2 separate regions of the Callithrix jacchus genome follow, and region 1 is linked to region 2. A link is a contact called in public Hi-C data. All regions are on one chromosome and are shown on one strand. Each heading gives the region's core, a stretch centred on a gene start, on an enhancer-like site or on the middle of the called end of the contact. The rest is flanking DNA. Distances are from core to core; before and after follow the strand shown. Region 1 has its middle 32 kb from the start of P2RY2. Region 2 overlaps P2RY6 (pyrimidinergic receptor P2Y6).

Region 1 (6,212 bases), core at 1,133-3,632, 100 kb before region 2:
CCAGGTTCTACTGCAGATGGGAGTTGAGGATACCTGTGAACAGGAGAAGACAGGGGCCCTGGCCTTGGGGTCCACCCAAGCTACAAATGAGTTTCATGCTCAAAGTGTGATCTTTAGGCCTATCTGGGACCTTGTTAGAATCTTGAAGAATCTCGTACCTGACCCCAGATCTTCTGAATCACGATCTGTTTTTGGTTTTGTTTTTTTTTTTTTTTAAGAGATGGAGTCTCACTCTGTCAGTGACAGACTACAGTGCAGTAGTACAATCATACTGAATAGCTCACTGCAGCCTTGAACTCCCAGGATCAAGCAATGCTTCTGCCTCAGCCTCCCAAGTAGCTGGGACTACAGGCACATGACACCACATCCAGCTAATTTTTTAAAAAGCTTTTGTAGAGACAGGTGGAAGTCTTGTTATGTTGCCAGGACTGATCTCAAAGTCCTGGCCTCAAGTGATCCTCCCTCTTTGGCCTCCCAAGGTGCTGGGATTATAGGCATGAGCTACCACACTCAGACAGGACCTGCATTTTAAATAAGATTCTCAGAGCACCAAGGCAGAGGAGGGAAGTGGGTGAAGCTGCATCCCTGGGCAGGATGGGGCTGACTTTGGGCCTCTCCCATGTGTCTCCAATCCATGACTCTCTCAATGAGGCTAACACACCTCCTGGCTCCTCCTCTGCTCTTGCGACCTGCTGCTAAGGTATGAGGTTATCCAGTTCAGCCTTGGGAGGACAGGCTGGGCCCTCAGTCCTGTTCTAGGAGAACATAAATACTGAGGTCTCTCCTTGGTTCCTCTCAGGGTTATGAAGGGCTTGGGGCTGGGAGCCACATAAGGTCCAAGCAACTGGCAGGGGCACCTCCAGCCCATCAATCCCCTTCTGAACTGTGTTCATCCTGGCTTGTGAATCTCCCCACTCCCCTCCTAGCCTCCTGGTAGGTCACTGCCAAAACTCTGGCTGACCTCTTCCATCTTGAGTGGGGTGTGGGCTCAGTCCCTTGGGGCCATGGGAGTCTGAAGCCTGGGCCAGATCCCCCCTCCTTATTCCTGTTGGGGCTAATTTTAGGACTGCTTTAACAGCTGCCTCAGCTCAGCCTGGGTCAGTTCCCAGCCACTCAGTGTTGGGGTCAGTTGGGGTCACCAAGGAGTTGGCCAGGCCCGCCTCACCTTTGGCTGCAAAAGATGAAACTAGAATCTTTGTCCCCTGTCTATCCTCCCCACTGGCCTGGAGAGTCCCATCAAACTGGCCTCCATGTCCCATGCCCTGTGGGTGAAACCACAGAGTAGCCCAGGATTTAAAACAGCCCATGAAGGTCAAGACTGAATATTGGTGCCTGCATGCCTGGAGGGTGCAGAGAGGTGAGACTCCTTCTCAGTGGCCCTCTCTGATGCCAACTCAACACATATTTCTGCCAACACTGTGCCAGGCTGTCAGAGATTAGAAGCAGATGGCACCTGGGATACTTTTTTTTTTTCTTTTTGAGAAAAGCCTCACTCTGTTGCTTAGGCTGGAGTGCAGTGGTGCGATCTTGGCTCACTGGAACCTCCACCTCCCAGGTTCAAGCGAGTCTCCTGCCTCAGCCTCCCAAGTAGCTGGGATTATAGCACCCCCCCCTTACCACCATGTCCGGCTAATTTTGTATTTTTAGTAGAGATGGGGTTTCGCCATGTTGGCCAGGTTGGTCTCAAACTCCTGACCTCAGGTGATTCACCTGCCTCGGCCTCCCAAAGTGCTGGGATTACAGGCATGAGCCACCATGCCAGACCACACCTGGAATACTTTCTAGAGGAAGGATTTTCGCTTCTGAGAACAAAGGGATGGAGTCTGCTCTGTCACTGACGCTCTGGTCCTTGGTTTCCTACCCTCAGAAAGGGTGTGGTGATATTTGCTCACAGACTAGCTGGGGGTACAGAGGAGAAGAAAAGAGCTGGAAAGTGTGCTGGGAACTCTGGAGTCTGCGGTGCCCACAGGGCTGCCACTCAGCTGGGGCCTAGGCTCTCTCCCGTGAGAACCTAGAGGTTGAGCTGTTACCACAGTCTTTCCCCCCAGCCAGCAATGTTGCAGAAGAAAAGAGGAACAGATCTTGAAACTGATGTGGGCAAAGGGGAAGGGAAATGCAAGCAGGGGCCACGGAGGGAAGCTGTGGGCCTCCTTCCCCCACCTGCAGCCCTTGCTGTTATTGCCTCCCGTCCCTCCAAATCCTCTCCATATCTCCAGCTCCCACTTCCTTCCTCACCCTAGGGGACACTGAGCACCCTGTGGGGAGGTGAGTTGTCCGGTGGACTCTGTTTAATTTCCAGAGCCCCCTCTCTCTATATAACCAAGAAATTTTCTAAAGACAGGGCTAGCTTCAGTCCTCTGGGGGCAGCCCTGTGAACTGGGCTCAGAAAACCCCAGATTTGAACCCCCAACACCACATCTGTCTGTGTTACCCTGTGCTAGGTGGGCCTCCCTCTCAATCCAGTTGCCTCATCCTAACTCACACTGGCCCCATGAGGCCCTTGCAAGCTTCTGCCTGTCCCTGCTTCTCACAGTGTCCCGGCCTTGTGTGTGAATGAGTGTGTGTGTGCACACACTGGGCCTTGCTGCACGTGGGGGCACGCAATCAATATTGAATAGCCCACTTCAAATCCTTTTTGAAAGCCTATGAGTATCCAAATAAATAGATAAATGTCGACTTATCTAAAAACACACATGCACCCTGAGAAAAGCCTTGTTTATCCGTCTCCCTAAACAAGGAGTTGATTCCCACAATGGACCCTCCAGATGATTCAGGATGGAGGAACCTAAAGATTCAGAAGAAGAGAGGCCTTCTAGGTGGAGGGAACATCAGAAACCACAGCTGGGAGCTGGAGGATGCTCGGGGGCTGGTGGAATAGCAGCATGAGATAAGCTGATGAGGCTGGCAGGGTCCAGAGCCTGTAGGACCTCGAATGCCAGGCCAAGGAACCAGACCTTATCCCCAGGGCAGTGGGAACCATGGAAGGGTTTTGAGCAGGGGAGTGACAAGGCTGGGTGTGTTGCCAGCAGGGTCCCTCTCTGGCTGCTGCATGAAGCATGGACTGAAGGCAGAGAGCAGTGTCAAGGAGCCCTCTGCTTTCGAGGTTCAGGAGGAAAAGATGAAGGATGAAGGTGGGCAGTTCTGTGGAAGGTGAGAGGTAGACAGTCCCCAGGATAGCACAGAAAGGTGGCCAGCATTTAGTGGAGGATGGAATGAGGGCAGGCTGGAAGTGAGAGGAGGCTTGGTGACTCCTGGGTTTCTGGCCCAGGTGACCAGCTGGTTGGTGATGCTCTTACTGAGGTTGAGACAGGTTCCCCAGGCAGGTCTGGGCAAAGATAAAAAGTTCAGCTTTGGACATGTCAGGGGAGCAGGAGTCCCAAGGAGCTATTGGGACTGGTTAGAGGCCTGGAGCCAGGCAAATGTGGACAGATTTTCCCCGAATGACATTTTTCTCGATGACTTTTTTTTTCTTTTTTGAGACAGAGTCTTTCTCTGTCACCCAGGCTGGAATGTAGTAGCATGACCTCTGTTCACTGCAACCTCCACCTCCTGGGTTCAAGCAATTCTCCCACCTTAGCCTCATGAGTAGCTGGGACTACAGGCACATGCCACCACGCCCAGCTAATTTTTGTATTTTTCATCATCTTAGCCAGGAAGATCTTGATCTGATCTTGTGATCCACCCGCCTTTGCCTCTCGAAGTGCTGGGATTACAGGCATAAGCCACCATGCCTGTCTTGGATGACTTTAAAGTATCCCAAGTACATTGGGAACAGTCCTTTGGCACCAACTGCCCATAGTCCACAAGACAGATAGGACCAGGACGTGGGTCCTAGAGAATGACAGGGGATAGGGTCAGCAAAGGGTCTGACTAGGGTGAAGGGGAGGGTCTAGAGTCCTTGGGTCAGGAGTACTCCCAGGGTAGTACAGGAGAGGCTGGTGCAGAGGTTTAAGGGTAGAGAGGGGATAGGAAAAAGCCATGGGTGGGCTGAGCCAGCAGGTCTCAGAGACCAGTCAGCCCAGAGTCATCATTATACAGACAGATGGAGCCAGGCCTGGCAAGGCCTAGGGATGTGGCAGGTAACACAGCAAGGCAGACAGGTCATCAGCTTCTAGCTCAGTTCTGTACCCTCAGCCAGACTGACTTGGAGGGGTCAGCTCAGTGTGCTCGATGTGGGCCTGGGATTGAGCTTCTGGGCCACACCTAGGTGCTGTGGGCTTGTATGGTTTGGGTGGAAGAACTGGGCAGGCAGATGAAAGCCCCACCCTGAGCAGTGCCTTAAACCCACAGTCTGTCAGTCTGCCCCAACCCTGTGCTGTTACTTTCTTAGTCCCAGGACCCAGGCTGGGCTGTATGTAATCAGAGGAGGGAGCTGCAGCCCGGAGCCCAGGAACACAAAGCTGAGCACAGAGCCATCTCCTGGCAGATGCTGAGGTGCTCGTGGGAGGGTGGGGGAACTGTGGCATCAGGGGCCATGTTCCACACTAGGTGAAATGCAGTCAGGGCAGTTTCCACAATGCTTGCTAAGCCAGGTACTGTTCTACGATCTCAAGACAGTGAACGGGATTTATGTTCTAACTAGACATTGACAATAAGCAAACTAATACATAACATAACGACAGAAAGATGAGATGAAGAAACAGCCCGGAGAGGTGGGCACCTTCAGTAGGGAGTGGGAATGGCTACTTGACAGAAGACCCCTGCAGGCCTGATAGGCTGGGTGATTTTAATCAAGTCTATGTCCCTCCCCATGAACTTTGTACCTCGCTCCACCACCAGACACTCCACCTCCCCTTCAGCTCCAGCTGCACCATTGGGACTTGCTTTCTTTCTTTTTTTTTTTTTAGATGGAGTCTCACTCGGTCACCCAGGCTGAAGTGCAATGGCACTATCCCAGCTCACTGCAACCTCTGCCTCCCAGTTCAAGCAATTCTTCCACCTCAGCCTCCCAAGTAGCTGGGACTACAGGCGCCCGTCACCATGCTTAGCTAATTTTTGTACTTTACTTAGTAGAGATGGGGTTTCGCCATGTTGGCCAGGCTCGTCTTGAACTCCTGACCTCAAGTGATCAGCCCACTTCTGCCTCCCAAAGTGCTGGGATTACAAGCATAAACCACCGTGCCTGGCCGCACCATTGAGGGTTTCTGAGGGCTGCCTTGACTTGGCCATTAGCAGGGCCTGAGGAGGACTGCTGGGCAATGAGCCTTCCGCAAGTTCTGGTCCTTCCCACAAAGTCCTGCCCAAGATCCACCCAAGCTCTACCCACTTGGCTCCTCCAGCCTGGGAGCCAGGTAAGATCTGAGGTGCCCCAGGGCCTTGGCATTGCATCAGGTGTAGCCTGGGAGGTGGAGGTGACTCACTTGGGGGTGTCAAGTTCCAGCAAACAACAGCCCTGGGTCAGGGCAGAAACCTAGAGACTCCCTGCCTTGCCTTGCCCCAGAATGATGAACAGGAGGGTCCTGGTCTTTCCTAAGAAGCCCCCAACTGAGGGTCCTCCTGTTGTCAGGGAGGCCCAACTTCCAGCCAAGGTGTTGAGAGGTGCCCAAAGACCTGCCAGTGCCTGCTGCCTCTGGGCCTCAGCCTCCTAGTCCACTTACTGGGGGAGCAATGGGGCTAGATAAGCTTCAGTGTTCCTCGCACTGTGTTTTGTTGAGTATGTTGCAGGTGGCCCACAACCTCTGATGGTTCCCGGGAGCTCAGGGCAGAGACAAATGACAGATGCTGAAAAGGGAGGTGTCGGGGGAGGGTTTGCAAGGTTTAGCAAATGACAACACAGGATTCGTTGTTAAATTTGAATTTCAGATTAGCAATGAGTAACTTTTTAGTATAAGCATATGTCCCCAATATCCCTTATGTTTTTTTTTTTTTTTTAGGGAGGGAAGGAGGAAGGGAGGAAGGCAGGAAGGGAGGGAAGGAGGAAGGGAGGGAGGAAGGAAGGGATGAAGGAAGGAAGGAAAGGAGGAAGGGGGGGAGGGAAGGAGGGAGAAAGGGAGGGAGGGAGGGAGGGAGGGAGGGAAGGGAAGGAAGGAATTCAAGCAAAGAGAGAGACATTGCAGATCTGGATCTAGAGGTTTACAAGTTGTTTTCTTTTTTTGAGAGAAGGAAAGAAAAAAATGAGTAAAGGAGAGAAAGAAAGAGGAAGAGAGAGAGGGAGGGTGAACGGAAATATTCCTTTATTCTGAAAAAAAAAATGGGTATTAATAATGGCCAAT
Region 2 (6,020 bases), core at 1,516-4,015:
TGCCCTCCTCACAGGCCCTGGGCAGGCAATGATACAGGACATAGGGTAGCAAATGGTTTTGTCTTCAGGTTTGAAAATAGTCATAGACCACGGCCTCATCCTTGAGGACCCACCACTAGGTCTCCTGGGACCTGGACATGCGCCTGAAATTGCCTGGTGAGAATGAAGACCAATAGATGGATGGTCTTGGGACAATCTCTGCAGGGTGTCCTGGGACAGCCAAGCTGTATGGCCCCAGAGGCAAGCTGGACTGGTGTGGAAAAGCAGACTAGGGGCAAATCTCTGGGCTTGGAGTGACAAAACATATCTCCCTTGAGCTTTCTCAAGGTGGAATACAGTGGCTTAGGAGAGGAATGAGCTCCCTGTAATGTGAAGTATGGAAGCAGGGGCCAAAGAGCCCCCTTCCCTGAGGGGATGGTGGGGAGGCCTCTGGGTCAGATGACCTTAAGACCTCCCTAGTCCTGACGATCCAGAACTCAGAGCCCTGTCATTGAACCCTATGTCCAGCTGGATGTCTTATCTCTGCCAGGTGGGCTCAGGCCCTAGGAGGAGCTAGGGATGATCAGAGCAAGAGTCAAGGCAGGGGCCGCCTTTCACAAGAGGGGAGGAGTTCCCTGAGGCTCCCCCTTACCTGTACGTGTGGTGGACAAAACTGCCTACCTTCGGGCTTCAGGGTCTGCCTGGGAAATGGGCAGGGTCATAAACTACAATAACCACCTGGCAGGGTTGGTGGTCTGCCCTGTGTGAGGTGGGACTGGGGGACCCAAGCAGTCTCAGAGGTGCTACTCCTGCAGCCATTACCTTCTTCATCTTCCTCGACAAACCTCTGTCATCAGTCAGACAAAAGTTTAAAAAAAAATTATGGAGCCAGGCAGCACCAAGGACAGAGCCCTGGGGTGCATCTTCATAGACTGGATCTAGTCATCCAACATTTCCCAGTGCCTGTTCAGAGCCAAAGCCTGTGCTGGTCTCTGAGGCCCCAGAGGCAAAGCAAACCTTGTCCCCAGTTCCTAGCACAGTTAGAAAAGGAAAGGGAGATAGTCTGACACCGCCCCTTTGGCTGGTCTTCTCTGCCCTGACTCCTGACTTCCATTTCTTTGTCCTTTCTTAGGCCATTCTTCCTAAGAGGCAGGGTGTTATGGTGGGTTTATAGTACACTTTGGGTAAGTTCCTAATCTCTCTGGCGTCAGTTTTCCCATAGGGAAATGTCACCTCTCTTCCTGGGCACAAGGTGCAGATCTACAGGCAGGACTCCTAGTTTCAAGTGACATAATTCTAGGTCAAATGGATGGAGGCAAAAGGAGTTTATTAGGTCACAATACCAAAGGTAAAATCTCAGGCGCAGCTGGAACCAGGCACTCAATGCTGTTCTCAGGAAACAATGCATCCCCATCTGTCATCCCTGCCATTCCCTGGCTTTCTATGTGGACAGTCTCCTCCCTGGTGGCAGTATCTCCATTGCCCAGGACAGTGCCTGTTATCCTTGCCTCCAGCAGCTCCTGCCTTGCTTTCTACCAGCTTTGCAAATGCTGTAGAAGACCTGTCTCCTTCCTGATGTCCTAGCAAAAGCACCAGAACTGACTCTGAGTCATGCAGTGAATGTCACCCGTCCACCCTGAGCCAGTTACAGGCCTGAGAGGCCCACTCTTCTCTCATTGGCAGGTTTAGGTCACAGAGCCATCACTCCCAGATCCCCAAAACTCTAGATGGGAGAAGGGGGGATTCCCCCAAAGGAAAATCAGAGGGCAGGCTCGTCATCATGAGAGGGAGTCTGGGAACTGGGTGGGAAGAAGCTACAGAGGAGCTGAACAATGACTGCCAGGCTAGCCAGGCGGCTGGACCTGGGCCATCTCTTCCCCCATAGACTGGAGCCTGGTTATCTGGGAGGATGGGCGGATCCTGAAGGCACTAACTGAGGCTGTCAGCCAACTACACTACTTGCAGCTAAGCAGCAGGTTCCTTCTCGAAGGGAGAGCCAAGTGACCTCTCCCACAAGGAGACAAACAAATTGGGCGGCCTGGTCGTCCAGGAAAGGTACAGAGAGCCTCTCCCACTAGCTCCATGGGAGAGTTTTTTAGGAGGCCCTGGGGATCTCCTGGAGCACTGGGTGGGAGGTACAGTAGCCCTATAGGTGTGGACTTACACAACGGGACACCACAGGCTGCCCCTCTGCTCATCGAGGGCTGCCCTGTCACAACTGCTCCCTGGACCTCTGTGCTATCCACATAGTTCCTCAGTCTCAGGGCTGCCCTTGACTTCTCAGCCTTGTGCCCACTGGGGCTGCCTGGTCTCTCACCCTCTTTATTCACATTCCCAAGAAAGAACCTGTTGCTAACTCTGCTACGCCTCAGTCACCTGATCTGTAAAATGGAAACGGTCGTTGTGAAGAGAGAATGAGACATGGGACATCAAGCATGTTGTACTGTGCTTGCGCATCATCCACACTCAGTGAATACATGTGTCCAGGCTGTGCTGGGGCTTCTGGGTGCACCCTTGGGCAGCTGGGGCCTCTGATACATAGCAGGAGATGCAAGTTCCATCTTTGCTAAATTTGCAAAGACTGGAAAGAAACCAAATGAAGAAGCCCCAACTTCCAAATTCCCCAAAGCTGCAGCTTCCTCTTCCTTTCACTGAAAATGGCTGTTTCAGTTTTAACTTTAATTCCTGCGACCAGGAGTTGAGAAGGGGAAGTGGGAAAGGAGAAGAGAAATCAGGGCCCCTGCCCTCTATGTTCCCGCCTGCCAGGTTTGTCCTGTAGCCAGCCAGATGCCACAGGTAGGACCCAAACTCTTCCAGGTGGGAGGACTTTGCTTCCTGCCATCTGTCTTCTGGGTGCCAGAGAGCTACTGGCATTAGGAACCTGGCCTCAGGCTGGCCTCAGGTGGGCTCCAGGGGCCACCCTGCCCCAGGCTAGAGGCTGCCTAGAATCAGGATTGGGTTGATGACTGGGGCACAGAGGGTATAGTGACCCTGTACAGTAGGTAGGTACCATAAATAGCCCTGTTTACCCAGGCTCAGAGAGGGTAGGTGCCTCACTCGAGGTCACACAGCAAGCTGGTGGTGGATTCCAGCCTTTCTGACTCCTCAGGGGAAGGAAGCTAACTCTTGACCCCTGTCATCCTGTGCCCTTGCTGCTAACTCACGGTCCAGGGGCACAGCAAGGGGGTTTCCAGGCCTTATTTCCCGGCAGGCAGGCTAAGATTAGGAAGCCTATTCCCACGTCCAGCCTGGTCTGAGCTGGTTCCTGCCTCAGCTGGTTGGCAGACAGTGACTCAGGCTTCCAGCTCCTGCCTTTGGCCAACAGGTCCCTTCATCCCCACTGGATATGAAGGCCTCAGGGGGCGGGGGAGGCTGTGGGGTCATGTGAAGTTTATCCCGAGATCATAGGATCTATGCAGCCTGGCTCCTTGTCATTTCTTCCTATGTCCATATGGAATTGCTCCTGCTCTACAACTGACCCCATGGTTGTCGCCTGAACTGAATAAAGGAAATTGGCAGAGGCTGTCCCCGCTGTGAGGTGAGGGGCTGCGGAGTTTTGCCGAAGGTGTACCCGGAGTGGAGATTGGCAGTGGGTGCCTGAGTCCAGGGCCTCTACCTCAGATGGTCAGGGCCAGTGGCTCCTGTGACCACATGGACCAGGGTAAAAACCTGAGAGCAAGGGCTTCAGCTCATCTGGGGAGGGTGAGTAGGAGGAAGGTGGAGAAGTGGGCCAAGAGGAACTGAGATTGGAAACCCAGTACTGAAGCCACTTAGTGGCAGCCCGGAGGGGAGGCCCCGGCTGTGGGCAGACGGGCCTTGCCCTCACCCCTCCCTGGCTGTGTGAAGGAGTGTGGCTGGCTGTCCACTGGTGCCATCTCATGGCCACAGGGCCTCAGTGCAGGGAAGACCCAACTCTCTTGGGAATCCCCTTCTACTCCCTAGTTTTCTCATCTGTAAAGGGGAGGGAATAAGCCGCCCCCCACCAAATTGCCCAGAACTACAGATAAAACATCTGGTACAGAATAGGCATTTAAGAAATGACACTGGCTCTGGGCGCGGTGTCCTAACACTGGGAGATGAAAGCGGGCGGATTACATGACGTCAGGAGTTCAAGACCAGCCTGGCCAACACAGTGAAACCTCATCTCTACTAAACATACAAAAATTAGTTGGGTGTGGTGGTGGACACCTGTAATCCCAGCTACTCGGGAGGCTGAGGCAGGAGAATCGCTTGAACTTGGGAGGCGGAGATTCCAGTGAGCCAAGATCTTGCCACTGCACTCCAGCCTGGGCTACAGAGCGAGACTTGGTCTCAAAAAAAAAAAAAAGAAAGAAAAGAAAGAAAGAAAAGGCACTGTCTGGGCATCGTGGTATATGCCTGTAATCCCAGCACTTTGGGAGGCCAAGGAGGGAGAATCTCTGCCAGAGGGAGGCTCTGCCTTGGAGGATTCATAACAGGCCAGTCCCCCTCACACTCCCATCTGAGGCCCCCACTTTGCGCAGCTCATCCATTGCTCTGGCTTCTATATTTATTTATGTCTCACAGAGGGTAAGCTCATTCCCCACTTCTGTGCCCTTGCCCACACTGGGCCTCCTGCCTGGGATGCCCTCTTCAGCCTTGTTATGTGTCCGGGTCCCTCTGGCCCTTCAGTGCCCAGCAGTGGACATGCTTTCTCCAGGAGCTTTGCGGGTTACTCTCCCAGGTGCACCGATGACCCCTCAGACCTGAGCACTCCCTCCTGGGCCCCACCTCCTCCTCTAGGTCTAGCCAGGTCCATGGGCAAATCTAAGGCCTGGTGAGAGCAGGGCAGTTCCTTTGCTCCAATTTGGTCATCCTGAGGTTCTTTGAAGTTCTAAGCCCTAGGATGCTGTGGTTTCAAGGTTTTGAGAGTCGTCAAACCTAGACTCTGTTAGGAAGGCAAAGAAGTAAAAGGCTAGTGGCTAATGGGTGCTCAGTGGTTGTTGAGGTGCCAGGCCAGGCCTCTTGTGTGTCCTTGAACTCCTGAGCAGAGGGGCAGAAGGGGCAACTGGCCTTAGTTTCTTTCTCCATCCATCAGGTGGAGCCCCATGAGCCTTCCCCTCCCCTCTGAGGTTAGTCCAAGTGCCCTTATCTGAGCAGAGCAGTGGGATTAGGCATCTCCAGATCTGCACGTCTGGGCCCTCTGGATAAGGCATGATAGGGACAGCTTTGTATTTCCTGTCCATCCAGGCAGCAGGAACTGAGACCACTTAGGCGTCTAACCCAAGCTCTGCCCTGGTTTCGATACCGCCAAGGAGCCCTCAGAGCCATTCCCATTCCTGGGACAGTGACCCGCCCTGCTGGAAGTTGCTATGGGAAGTTGTCCTGGGGACCCAGCAGAGGACTGGCCGCAGAGCTGAAGGCCACCTTGCTCTCCTGAGCCACAGCACAGCTCACATCCAACCAGGAGGTCCACAGTCAGCCAGTGGAAGCGACCCCTTAGCACAGGCCTGAGTAAGCAGTAGGTGCTCAATCTGTGCACAACTGACCAAGTGTTTACCAGAAATTCAAATCTGATTTTTCTCAGTGTGATCCAAACTTTGGGTTCCCACCCTGTTCCTCAATCCCCTTGCTGGGAAAAAAATGGCTTTGGGGAGAGATTGGTGCCTTTTTTATTATTTGTTTGTTTGTTTTTTAAGACAGTCTCGCTCTGTCACCAGGCTGGAGTGCAATGGCACAATCTCGGCTCACTGTAACCTTCACCTCCCGGGTTCAAGCAATTGTTCTACCTCAGCCTCCTGAGTAGCTCAGATTATAGGCACATACCACCACACCAGGCTAATTTTTGTATTTTTAGTACAGACAGGGTTTAACCGTGTTGGTCAGCCTGATCTCAAACTCCTGACCTTGTGATCCACCTGCCTTGGCCTCCCAAAGTGCTGGGATTATAGGCATGAGCCACCGCACCAGGCTGACATTGGTGCCTTTAAGGGCACCTTCAGCTCTGATGCTCTCAGGCTCTAGGATTCTCCTCAGTATCTCCCAGGGTAGAAGATGAGCCGCCCTGAGTGGCACTTCATCCT

The links. Hi-C and Micro-C count contacts between places; a contact is called where the count stands out from the background.
Region 1: a contact with region 2 is called in a Hi-C map of induced pluripotent stem cells, with 2.7 times the contacts expected there. The contact joins two enhancer-like sites. A contact is called at or near these places in 2 of 3 Hi-C or Micro-C datasets (induced pluripotent stem cells and skeletal muscle).

The regions. Positions count from the first base shown.
Region 1 is chr10:67,768,586-67,774,797 of calJac240_pri, reverse strand. No RefSeq gene overlaps it. Among named protein-coding and RNA genes, the nearest start is that of P2RY2, 32 kb to the right of the region's middle. Within about 2 kb of position 2,382, at least 2 of the 16 cell types and tissues checked have an H3K27ac peak or open chromatin away from gene starts, as enhancers often do.
Region 2 is chr10:67,668,941-67,674,960 of calJac240_pri, reverse strand. The region is part of intron 1 of P2RY6 (pyrimidinergic receptor P2Y6); the gene reads left to right. Among named protein-coding and RNA genes, the nearest start is that of P2RY6, 18 kb to the left of the region's middle. Within about 2 kb of position 2,765, at least 4 of the 16 cell types and tissues checked have an H3K27ac peak or open chromatin away from gene starts, as enhancers often do.